2 separate regions of the Callithrix jacchus genome follow, and region 2 is linked to region 1. A link is a contact called in public Hi-C data. All regions are on one chromosome and are shown on one strand. Each heading gives the region's core, a stretch centred on a gene start, on an enhancer-like site or on the middle of the called end of the contact. The rest is flanking DNA. Distances are from core to core; before and after follow the strand shown.

Region 1 (5,652 bases), core at 2,133-4,632:
CTGACAGCTGTATATAATAATATATCACGTCTTTTCATCTTACATTCCTTCTGACTTACATCAAGCAATCTTTTCATTCATTAATAAAATCAAGTCTTGCCATTATTCTTAATGACGAAGTCCCATCCTGAACCCAGAGGACTCCTATCATTAAACTCCGTGCTTCCATATACCAGTCATCTGAAGCTCAATAAAAGGATAAATTGAACTTCTTGTTTTACAAGCAAAGTGAAAACATCGGAAAGATGGAACCCACTTTCTCACAGTCCCACGAGCACTAAGTAGCAAAGTCAGGGGCAATTTTGGGGTTTATTTTTCTCAGCTCGCACTACCACATCCTTTTTTTCCTTTTAGTTCTCTTGCCTCCTCTCACCCTTCCACAATCTTTCCTTTTTTGAGGCAGTATGTTTTTTAAAGGTCATGATAAAAATTACAGCTTGAAGAAATACGGGCCACACGTCTCGTCCAATTTTCTGTGCGGTGCCAAAGACTTACATGATTAATCCCTTCAAAAGAAATCTAATCTAATCTTATCACATCAAAGACGAGGCGTCCTTCGTAAGTATTGTGGCTGGAAAGAAGTAGGTCTTCCTCCAGTTTCAACTGGTTCGATGTCTCATTCGGTTTGCAACCAGTCATCACCTTGGCAACTTACTCGAGGCACTGTCTGTAGCGTTCCCAAAATGTAAGCAGTGCTCCAGTTCAACTTATAAAGCACTATGCATCATCAGGCTCCCTGGTCACTTTAGGAGATACAGAGACTCATGATACTTGTAGAAGAAGCAAAACCTTTAACCTCATCGACTAATTAATGGCCCCAAAGTAAAATAACAAGGTGTGTGGAGGGATTCAGTTACTGGGTCATCTCTCATCTGGAGGCGGAATCAGATTCCACTGAATAGGCACTAGATAACTGAGTAAGCGGTTTTCCTATCTACAACACTACATCTTACTAGGATTGTTTAATTAAATCATGATAAATAACACTGTGGCAGGTGAGAGGTGCTGAGAAGAGTTTAGGTGAGATGTCCACAAGTTCAATGGAACTACATCTGAATGCCTTTGCATTCTTCTGACTTAAAAAGTTGACTGTAATTTCCTGGAGAGTTCTTTTCTAAGAAACAGAAATACTGAGGTTCTGTGTTCCAGGCTTTTTAAAGTTTCCTTGGTTTTCCTATCAGATTCTGCATTGTATACCTTCTCAGTCTTCAGGAATGAAGGTCTCGATTTTTTCATCATCATTTGTTTCTGCCTATAATGATTTCTTCCTAATGGCTCTGGCTGTTCCAGGTATATCAGAGTAGGGAGGGGGTATCAGTGGCTGTGTCATCCTGCAGTAACAAACAGATTTCTCAGAGAACTAAAATTAGAACTACCATTCCACCCAACAATCCCACTCCTGGGTGTATACCCAAAGGAAGATAAATCATTCTAGCAAAAAGACACCTGCACTCATATTTACTGAAGCACTATTGACAATTGCAAAGACATGTAATCAACCAAAGTGCCTAACAACCGTAAAATGGATAAAGAAAATGCACTACATAGCCAGGTGCAGTGGCTCACACCTGTAATCCCAGCACTTTGGGAGGCCAAGGCAGGTGAATCACTTGAGGTCAGGAGTTCGAGACCAGCCTAACCAACATTAGAAACCTAACCAACATAGAGAAAAGAATTAGCTGGGCATGGTGGTAAATGCCTGTAATCCCAAGTACTCAAGAGGCTGAGGCAGGAGAATTGCTTGAATCTGGGAGGTGGAGGTTGCAGTGAGCCGAGATCGATCATGCCATTGCACTCCAGCCTGGGCAACAAGACTGAAATTCTGGCTCAAAAAAAAAAAAGAAAGAAAGAAAAGGGAAGGGGAAGGGAGGAAGGGAGAAGGGGAGAGGAGGGGAGGGGAGGGGAAGCTAGGATTGTTTGTGCCAATAGCCCATATTTCTTGTTTGTTCTCCCTTTGAACACTTTGTATTTCTGATTTTCCTTGATTGTTTTTCCTTCCATCCTTCTAAGTTAGCCTCCTGCTCAATCTCTCACCTTTCATTGAAACAAAATTACTCAACATTTTATTTTTACTTCTTCATAGCTATTTGGTATAATTGGAATAGCAGAATTATAACTTTGCTGCTGGGCATGGTGGCTAACGCCTGTAATCCCAGCACTCTGGGAGGCCAAGGTGGGCAGATCACTTGAGGTCAGGAGTTCGAGACCAGTCTGGCCAATGTGGTGAAACCCTGTCTCTACTACAAATACAAAAATTAGCCGGACATGGTGGCGTATCCCTGTAATCCCAGCTCCTGGGGAGGCTGAGGCAGGAGAATAGCTTGAACCCAAAAGGTGGAGATTGCAATGAGCCAAGATGGTCCCTCTGCACCCCAGCCTGGGTGACAGAGTGAGGCTCCAACTCAAAAAAAAATCTAATTTTGCTGGTTTCCTAAATTCAGATGAATTCGTACCCTAATATACAGTAACAGGAATTATCAGCCTGTCTGATTCTAAATTTTGTTGGATCTTCCTCCCAGGACAGTGGACAGCCCAGCCAGCTGTAGAAGCCTCTCAAAGATCTGGAGTAGAGGTGTCTCACCACATTCCATTACAATGACCAGAACCTTCAGTTTTACTCCCTTGCTCATCTCTGCAGCCCACCCGCTGAGTCCAGACCAGAGCACCATGCTGCATAGCTCCTAATATAGCAAAACTATTCAGCATTTTTGGTGAACTTGGCTGTAATGGTTCACCTAGTCCCTTTTTCACTGTTAGCCGGCAAAACACCCTGGAATCTTTCTTTCATAAAACAGATCCCAATGACAAACACTGTCGTGCCCTCGGAGGTTTGAGGTTGTGTAACTGGGTCTGATCCTACTAACCTGCAAATTCTGAATCTCTCAAGCAACAAGATTTCCCAGAGTCAACTCTGGCCCTTAACAGGAACCACTTAAAGCCAAGCCGTGAGCCTGGCTAGGACCGCTACATTTTAGCCAAGAACACCTCAAAATGTACAGCCCTACCAAAAGAACTAATACAAATTCAGAAGCCAGGCTAAAGAAAGAAAGGAAAAAAAAAGTCAATGTCCTTTGTTAAAAGCCAATTGCGGAGTGGGGTGATGAAGCTAGCCCACAGCGGATTTAGGTGACGTGGGAGATGCCAAAGTGAATACACGGTGACTTCTAAACCTAGACGTCTGAAAGGGGCCGTGAGGGCCAGGCAACTGGGCCCAAACCCCGCCGGGAGCCGGGGTTTGCAAGAGGATAAACCCGCTAGAGAGCCCCACTCCCGCAGGTCCGGCCCAGCCGGCCCGGAATGCCCGTGGGCGGAGCCTGAGCCTCGCCCCGCCCCTGCTGCCCGCCATTCGGGTCACCTGACCCACTCGCGGCTCACGTGATCTGTCCCCAGCGCCGCCATTTTGGAGCTCCGGATGAGGAGGGGGAAAGCGGGGGAAAAGAGGGAAAAGAGCCGGGAGAGAGGTGGGCAAGAACAAGGGCGAGGGCACGGCCGGGTCCTGGCTGGCCAAAGGAGGCTCGCGGAAGCAGCAGCCACCGCCTGACCGCAGGTACCGCGTCCCGGGGCCGCCCCTCCGCCCGCTGTTAGCGCCGCCGCCAGCCATGTGCATCCTCCCCTCAGGCCTCTGCCGGCGCTCGCTTCCTCCTCTGCTGGCCGACCCCCGCCCGGTGCTAGCCACATGCCCCAAGTTCCGTGTCCCAATTCTGTCGTCTGTGCAGCAAGGCCTGCGGAGACCCCGGGCTTGCCCTGCAGCTGGGGGTGGGGGAACCTGCTGCTCCGCGCATACTGTCACCAGCCCCGTGCGCCCGCAGGCCCGCCCGCAGGCGTTGCTTCCTTCTTCCGACTTGAGATCGCTTAGACCGGCGGGGCTGGAGTCAGCCACGCTGTTCTCACAGTATCTTTTGATTTATTTTCCAAGCCCCCTCATTCCCCATCATCTTAGTCCTTTAGCCAATGCGTGGTATAGAAAAAGCTAATAGAGAAACGCAGTGCTGGTCTTCTGCATTTACTACCATCCTCTTCAATAGAATCTCCAGAGATCAAGGAGACCACTGGGGAAAGTTCCCACCTCTTAAGACCTGGGGGCACCGAATGAATGGTTTGTTAGAAGGCTGGGGTGATTAATAAGGTGGAGGCTACTTTCCCAGCCCCAAGGCGGTCTTTTTAAGTTTTTGCAGTGGGCTGTAATTTGCTGTCAGTCTGCATCGCTCTTATCAGGCAGTTATTGGATTTATCACCTCTTTTGAGTTTGCACTTTCTCCAGTACTCCGCTGTCACTCAGTGTATGGGTTGCGTTATCGATTAAAAGAAAGCCTGGCCCTTCATTCCTTTACCTCACTAACTCGTTAAAATTAACTTCAGGGGAGGCCTAAAGATGTTTTTTCTGCCCTGACGGTGAACTATTTTATTTAACCGTGATCGATAAGATAGTTGCATTCTAGGTGAAACGAATAAGCATTTTTTATCTTTTAGATTTATTCTAGGCAGTGTAAGAAACAGTGGCAAAGAAATGTAGGACCAGAGTAGGAAACTGCATTAGAAGATATATAGGTCACACCACCGGGTCATGTCTTTTTATGCTGCTCTTCTGCCTACTGTGCTTGCAAAATTTGCAGAATCACTCGTTAGATTTTATATTTAGTTTAGATTAAAATAGCTATGTACAATTATTGTTGCATTCTCATTAGAAAATGATGTCAGTAAAACCAATAGTGTTGGGTCCAGTACGTAAATTCTGAGGTAAAACAAAATATACAATTATTGGGAGAAGTTTCCAGAGCTAATTTTTCCTAACTTCTGCAAAATCCTCAAGTCTGCTTGTTAAATTATTTAAATTTGCATTATGTAATGAGATTGCATGAACATTCCTCTGAATTTCTTTTTATATGGAATACTGAGAAATTTTTCGCTGCCAAAGAAATTCATTACTTTGTTTCACCAAGAAAGAGAAATGTTTGATACTATATACTTTCGTTCTTGGTCACAGCTGGATTTTGAAGATTGATCCAAGGGACTGTATTAATTTCAGGAATTGATTTGAAAGACACTGGCTCTGCCACTTAACAGCCATGTAACCTTGGGTAAGTCACTTAAACCACACCGAGTGTTTCCTTATTTATGAGACTGTATAACACCCACGTAGCCTGTCCCAAAGAGTTATGAGGATCAGATACCACTAACATGTTTGATACAGCCTAGCTGTAAGGAGCTGTTATTCTTTTCAGTATTGATACTTTATACCTTTTTGTTCTCATTGAGAATGCAAAGGAGAATTGGTACTTTAGAGAAAGCATGGTTTTAGAATCAGATTGGCCTGGATTCCTGTTCTTAAACCAGTTACCACTTTATGAGTCTCAGGTTCCTCATCTGCAAAAAAAACAAACCAAAAAAAACCACACCATCATTTGAATATTACACAAACTCTACATAGGCATTACTCCCTAGACTTGCACCTCATGGGCGAGGATTTCCTCAGTCATTTTTGTAGTCTCCAGCACCCTGGTTGGCACATTATAGGTGCTCAATAAATGATAGTAAATCTGAATATTGGTTAATGTTAGTTAGACCTTATGTCTTCATTGCAGCTGCCAAATTAGAATGTTCTTTCAGGCTATGTGCCAATTAAGAAACTCCAGACTATGAAACTCATATACT
Region 2 (5,652 bases), core at 2,290-4,789, 190 kb after region 1:
TAAATAAATTCAAGAGAAAGGTCAGATGATAAAACAAAAGAAGTCCAAAAAGTAGGGCAGAAAGACAGAGATAGAAGACATGAAATAAAAGAAATATGAAAGACTTATCCAGGAGGTCCAGTCTACAGGTGTCCCAGATAGAGGAAGATAGAAATCAAAGAGAAAAAAAGCATCAAATGGACAACAAAACAAAATTGCCCAAAAGTTAAAGACAGAAGTGTATAGATCAAAAGAATCTGCCAAGCAAAGAGAGGGCTTTTAAAAAACCCAAACCTTTGCAAAATTTCAGAATCCTGGGAGGAAAAGGAAAGATCCTAAACCACACTAAAAGAGTATAGACCACGACCAAATGTGATGTATTCCTGGGATGGAACTTTCAACATATGAAAATCAATCAGTGTGGCCTGGCTCAATGGCTCATATCTATAATCCTGTCACTTTGGAAGGCCGAGGCAGGCAGATCACTTGAGGTCAGGAGTTCAAGACCAGCCTGGCCCACATGGTGAAACCTCATCTCTACTAAAAATACAAAAACTTAGCCAAGTGTGGTGGCACATGCCTGTAATCCCAACTACTTGGGAGGCTGAGGCGGGAGAATCATTTGAACCTGGGAGGTGGAGGTTGCAGTGAGCCAAGATTATGCAAATGCACTCTAGCCTGGGTGACAAAGCGAAACTCTGTCTCAAAAAAAAAAAAGAAGGAAAGAGAGAGAGAAAATCAAGCAATCAATGTAATATAAAACATTAACAGAAGGAAGGGGAAAACTACATAATTATCTCCACTGATACAGAAAACGCATGTGATAAAATTCAACATGCTTTCATGATAAAAACACTAAAAAATTAGAAACAGAAGGAAAGTACCTCAACATAATAAAAGCCATATATGAAAAAACCTCAGGGAATATCATACTAAATAGTAACAGACTGAGTTTTTCCTCTAAGTTCAGGAACAAGACAAGGATGCCCACTTTCACCACTTCTATTCAACATAGTAATGAAAATCCTCACCAGAGTAATTAGGGAAGAAGAAATAAAAAGCATCCAAATTGGAAAGGAAGAAGTAAAATGATCTCCATTCAGAGAGGATATGATTTTAAATGTAGAAAACTAAAGATTCCACCAAAAAATTGTTAGCACTAGTAAACAAAATTTAGCAAAGATATAAAGTCGACACACAAAATTGCATTTTTTACACTAACATGCACAATCTAAAAATAAAACCATTTATAATAGCATAAAAAATAATAAAATACTTAGGACTTAACCAAGGAGGTGAAAGATTTGTACAATGAAAATTCCAAATTATTGCTAAGATTAAAGACAAATAAATGGAAAGACATGCCCTGCTCATGGATTAGAAAACGTAATGCTGTTAAGATGCCAATCCCACTCAAAGCAATTTATAGATTCACTTCCATCCCTACCAAAATCTAAAAGACATTTTTTGCAGAAACTAAAAATTCTATCCTGCAAATCATACAGAATCTCACGGGACTCTGTACAGCCAAAACAACTTTGAAAGAGAAAAACAAGGCCGGGTACAGTGGCTTATGCCTGTAATCCCAGCACTTTGGGAGGCCAAGGCAGGCAGATCACCTGAGGTCAGTAGTTTGAGACCAGCCTGGCCAACATGGTGAAACCCCATCTCTGTTATTTAAAAAAAAAAAAAAAAAAGGTATGGCCATTTCTCAGCATAGCAATACCACATGATCCAACAATTTGTCTTTTGGGTATCTATCCAAGTGAAAGCACAGACCTGAACAGACAGTTGTACACCCATAATAGCCAAAAGGTGGAAGCAACCTAAGTGTCCATTGACAGATGAAGGGATAAACAAAATGTGATAGGTATATCCACACAATGAAATGTATTCAGCCTTAAGAGGGAAGGAAATTCTGACACATGCTACAACACGGATGAACCTTGAAGACATATGCTAGGTGAAATAAGCCAGTCGCAAAAGGACAAATAGTGTATGATTCCACATATACAAGGTACCTAGAATAGGCAAATTCATAGAAACTAGAATGAGGATAGATGGAGACTGATTATTACTCTCAGGCCCCTCCCACCTCCACCCATTCCCATGGGAGGCCCCTTGAACCAACCTAAATCTTTACTGGGTAGAGTTCCAGTTCAGGATGATGAAAAAGTTGTAGCGATTGATGGTGGGCACAGTTGTTCACGCCTGTAATCCCAGCACTTTGGGAGGCCGAGGCAGGCGGATCATTTTAGGTCAGAAGTTCGAGACCAGCTTGACCAACATGGTGAAACCCCATCTCTACTATAAAGTATAAAATTAGCCAGGAGTTGTGGCGCACGTCTGTAGTCCCAGCTACCTGTGGGACTGAGGCAGGAGAATGGCTTGAGGCCGGGAGGTGGAGGTTGCAGTGACCCAAGATTGATAGTGACAACTGCATAGTAATTTCAATGTATTTCATACATATGAAAATGGTGAAAAGGGTAAATTTTATATCATGTATATTTTGTCACAATTAAAATACACAGGCCAGGTGTGGTGGCTTATGCCTGTATACTATAACTTTGGGAGGCCGAGGCAAAAGGATTGCTTGAGCTCAGGAGTTAAGAGTCCAGCCTGGGCAACATAGGGAGATCCCATCTTTATTTTTTAATGTAAAAAATAAAATAACACACACATAAACAGAATCTGTATGAGTCACACGTTTAGGTAACTGAATATCCTCTCTGTCCCCAACCCCCACAAGCCAAAGGCAGAAGGGCTTTATTCCACCAAAGAGTTACACCAGCCACAGCTGCTCACTGCAGCATCCTCCTAGGAAAAGCCCTTTTGTGTGTGGAGGAGGCAGATGGCGAAGGTCTGTGCACATATTTTATTTTAGAGACAGGGTCTGGCTCTGTCTCCCAGGCTGGCGTGCAGTGAAGCGATCACGGCTCACTGCAGCCTCGAACTACCGGGCTCCAGCGATCCTCCTGACTCAGCCTCCTGAGTAGCTGGGACTACAGGTGCACACCACCACGCCCACTAGTTTTTTAATTTTTAGTAGAGTTAGGCTCTTGCCATATTGCTCAGGCTGGTCTCAAACTCCTGGCCTCAAATAATCCTGCCGCCTACCGAAGCGCCAGCACCACAGGCGGGAGCCACGGGCCAACCTCTGTGCACCGAGGAGGCACGCAGCCACCGCCACGATCCAGCTTTAGGACATTTCCATCACCCCACTCAGCCTTCCTGTGCCCCTGGTTCCTCATCTATAAATAGAGATAATAAGTGCCTAGCCCTCTAGGCCGCCAGCACATTGTACCCATAATTAGGCTTGATGCCACATTTTTCGGCTATTAACCTTTCCAAAGCGGAGCCCCGCCCCAGCGCAGCCCGCGTCACCGTACGCAGAGGCGCAGATCACGGTTGGGAGGTGTATCCCGGAGGCCCCGCCTCCCCCGCGCGCCCGCGCTCGGCCGCCTGAGATCTGGGAATCGGGCCTCTCTCGGCACCCTGGCAACGGCACGGGGCGTTGCTCCGGGCTGGATTGGTGACGCCTGGGCCCCTCTGGCGCCTGCGCAGTGGTCAGAGCCGCGCTCGCGCCGAGGTTCTGCTGTGTGACCGCGGCTGCTCCACCGCGGACGCCGAGCCATGGCGGAAGAGGAGCTGGAGGCGCTGAGGAGGCAGAGGCTGGCTGAGCTACAGGCCAAGCACGGGGTGAGCCCGCCGGCTCCCGCCAGGCACTGCCCCCGCGGGGCGCTGCCCTCGCCCGGGGTGGAGGGCGCGGCTCCGGGGCGGTGGCTCTGGGCGCCTCCCCAGGGACCCGGGTCCCGGACGCTACCCTGGCGGGCTCCGAGGGGGCCTCGCCGCTTTCCCCGTCGCGAGGAGCCTGAGAGGCCGGCAGCGGGGGCCGCCACGTGCGGGACCTGCACGGGCGTGAGGGTGTGGGGTTTCCTGGCCCGGAGCAGGCTCGTCGTGCCCGGCCGGAATCCAAGCACAGTCTCTGCTTTTGGAGCCAGCAGCAGCCGGGCCGAATTCAGTTGTTCTGACCCAAGTTTAGCCGAGAGGCGATGAGGGTCGCTTGTGTTCCCGGTGCTGAGAGCGCGGCGGGGTCTGAGGAACGCTCGTCCCGCCAGGATGACAGGCCGGGAGGGGCCGCCCGGTGAGGCGTTTCTGATAAAGAAAGGGACGGGGACTTTAGGGACCGAGGGCTTGGTCTCGCAGGACGCGTCTTTGAATTATCGGCGGCCCTAATATCGAGGCCCATTTTATTTTCCAGAAATTATTTCTACACGTAAAACACGGTTTCGCAATTCAGGGAATTCCTCTCCCCGGGGTGCCCTGTATTCTAAAGCGTTCTGTGAGACTGTGATTTTAGACGCTCGTCAAAACATTCTAAGTGGGAACTACTAGTTCATTGATTTCTGTGAGGCCCAGTTTCTTAATTATTTGGGGAGTTTCTACCACTGCAAGAGACTAACGTATCGGAAACAACTCAACCGTTCCTTCCCCACCCCCTGTGAAATTTCTCTATTAATTTTTTTTTTCCCCAGGATCCTGGCGATGCGGCCCAGCAGGAAGCAAAGCACAGGTATGGGCTGGAAACCTGAACTTTTTGAAAGTGGTTTCAACAAATGGGTTTCTTTTGCGTTCGCTGTTTTAAAACAGGTGACTCTTTTTGTTTTGGCTGGAATGGTGATTTGGCCAAAATCATTCGCAGGGTATCTTCGTTATTGTTAGTTAAGTAAACACGTGTGCAGCGCCACATCACAGCTTGTATTGCGATTACTGGTTGATGTTTCTCTACTAAACTGTGAGTACCTTAAAGTGAGCCTGATAATAGGCAGCTTGGCAGTTTCCTCGATTGTGGGAGTGACATGAGTCTAGTGCCTCACTTAGCCTGCCTCACTATTCTGTTTTACCCCAACACAGGGCGGAGCACCTGAGAGAGATGCAGGTAATTGATTCGGTGGCAGGTTTATTGAATGAGTATGTGATTACCCTATCATGCTACCATTTTTTTAATTGTTGAAATAAAATTTCACCGTCTCAGCCATTTTTAAGTGTGCTCTTCAGTGTTCACACTCTAGAATGTTTTCATCTTGCAGAACTGAAACTGTAGCTACAGGACAATTCTCCATTTCCCCTTCCCCACCTCCTACCACCTTCTAACTGCTCTCTGGCAGATATTGAGAGTGCACCTGCTATGGGCCAGGCACAGTGCTGGGTCTGCAGAAATAGGCAAGGCAAGGGAGGGTTCAGGAGAAGGCAGATGGTAAGAAGCATCTGGAGTAGTGATTGGAAGGAAGTACAACGACCTGAATTTCAATGATTCTACTGTGTACATCTTTTCATTTTCATGTATCTGAAATCAGGATGCCTTTCATAATGAATCGCTCTTGCCCCAGATTCTTCCAGCGGGGATTTACTTTTGCCTCTGCCATCACTTGAGTACATTTCGAATCTGAGACCACTGAAAGTTAAATTCTCTGCTTGAGGTTTTTTCCTGCCTCCTCCCTAGTAGTGTGAATTCAGAAAGCAACCCTGTAAGACTGAACTTTTTTTTTTTTTTTCTTTCCGTCAGGACCAGATGCATGCAAGCTTTTGTACTGCCCCTTACTGTGTGGCAGATTTATTTCTTCTTTACCTTGTACTGAGAGTGTTGCTCTTTGATACCCCAGTGGTGGAATC

The links. Hi-C and Micro-C count contacts between places; a contact is called where the count stands out from the background.
Region 2: a Hi-C map of skeletal muscle shows a contact between it and region 1, with 2.8 times the contacts expected there. The contact joins the promoter of PDCD5 here to the promoter of ZNF507 in region 1. A contact is called at or near these places in 2 of 3 Hi-C or Micro-C datasets (both in skeletal muscle).

What each region holds. Positions count from the first base shown.
Region 1 is chr22:29,327,043-29,332,694 of calJac240_pri, forward strand. ZNF507 (zinc finger protein 507) reads left to right here and starts at 3,383. Exons shown (of 7, transcript XM_002761977.6): 1 at 3,383-3,547; 2 at 4,985-5,078.
Region 2 is chr22:29,520,093-29,525,744 of calJac240_pri, forward strand. PDCD5 (programmed cell death 5) reads left to right here and starts at 3,540. Exons shown (of 5, transcript XM_017967839.4): 1 at 3,540-3,678; 2 at 4,515-4,552. The coding sequence starts at 3,613.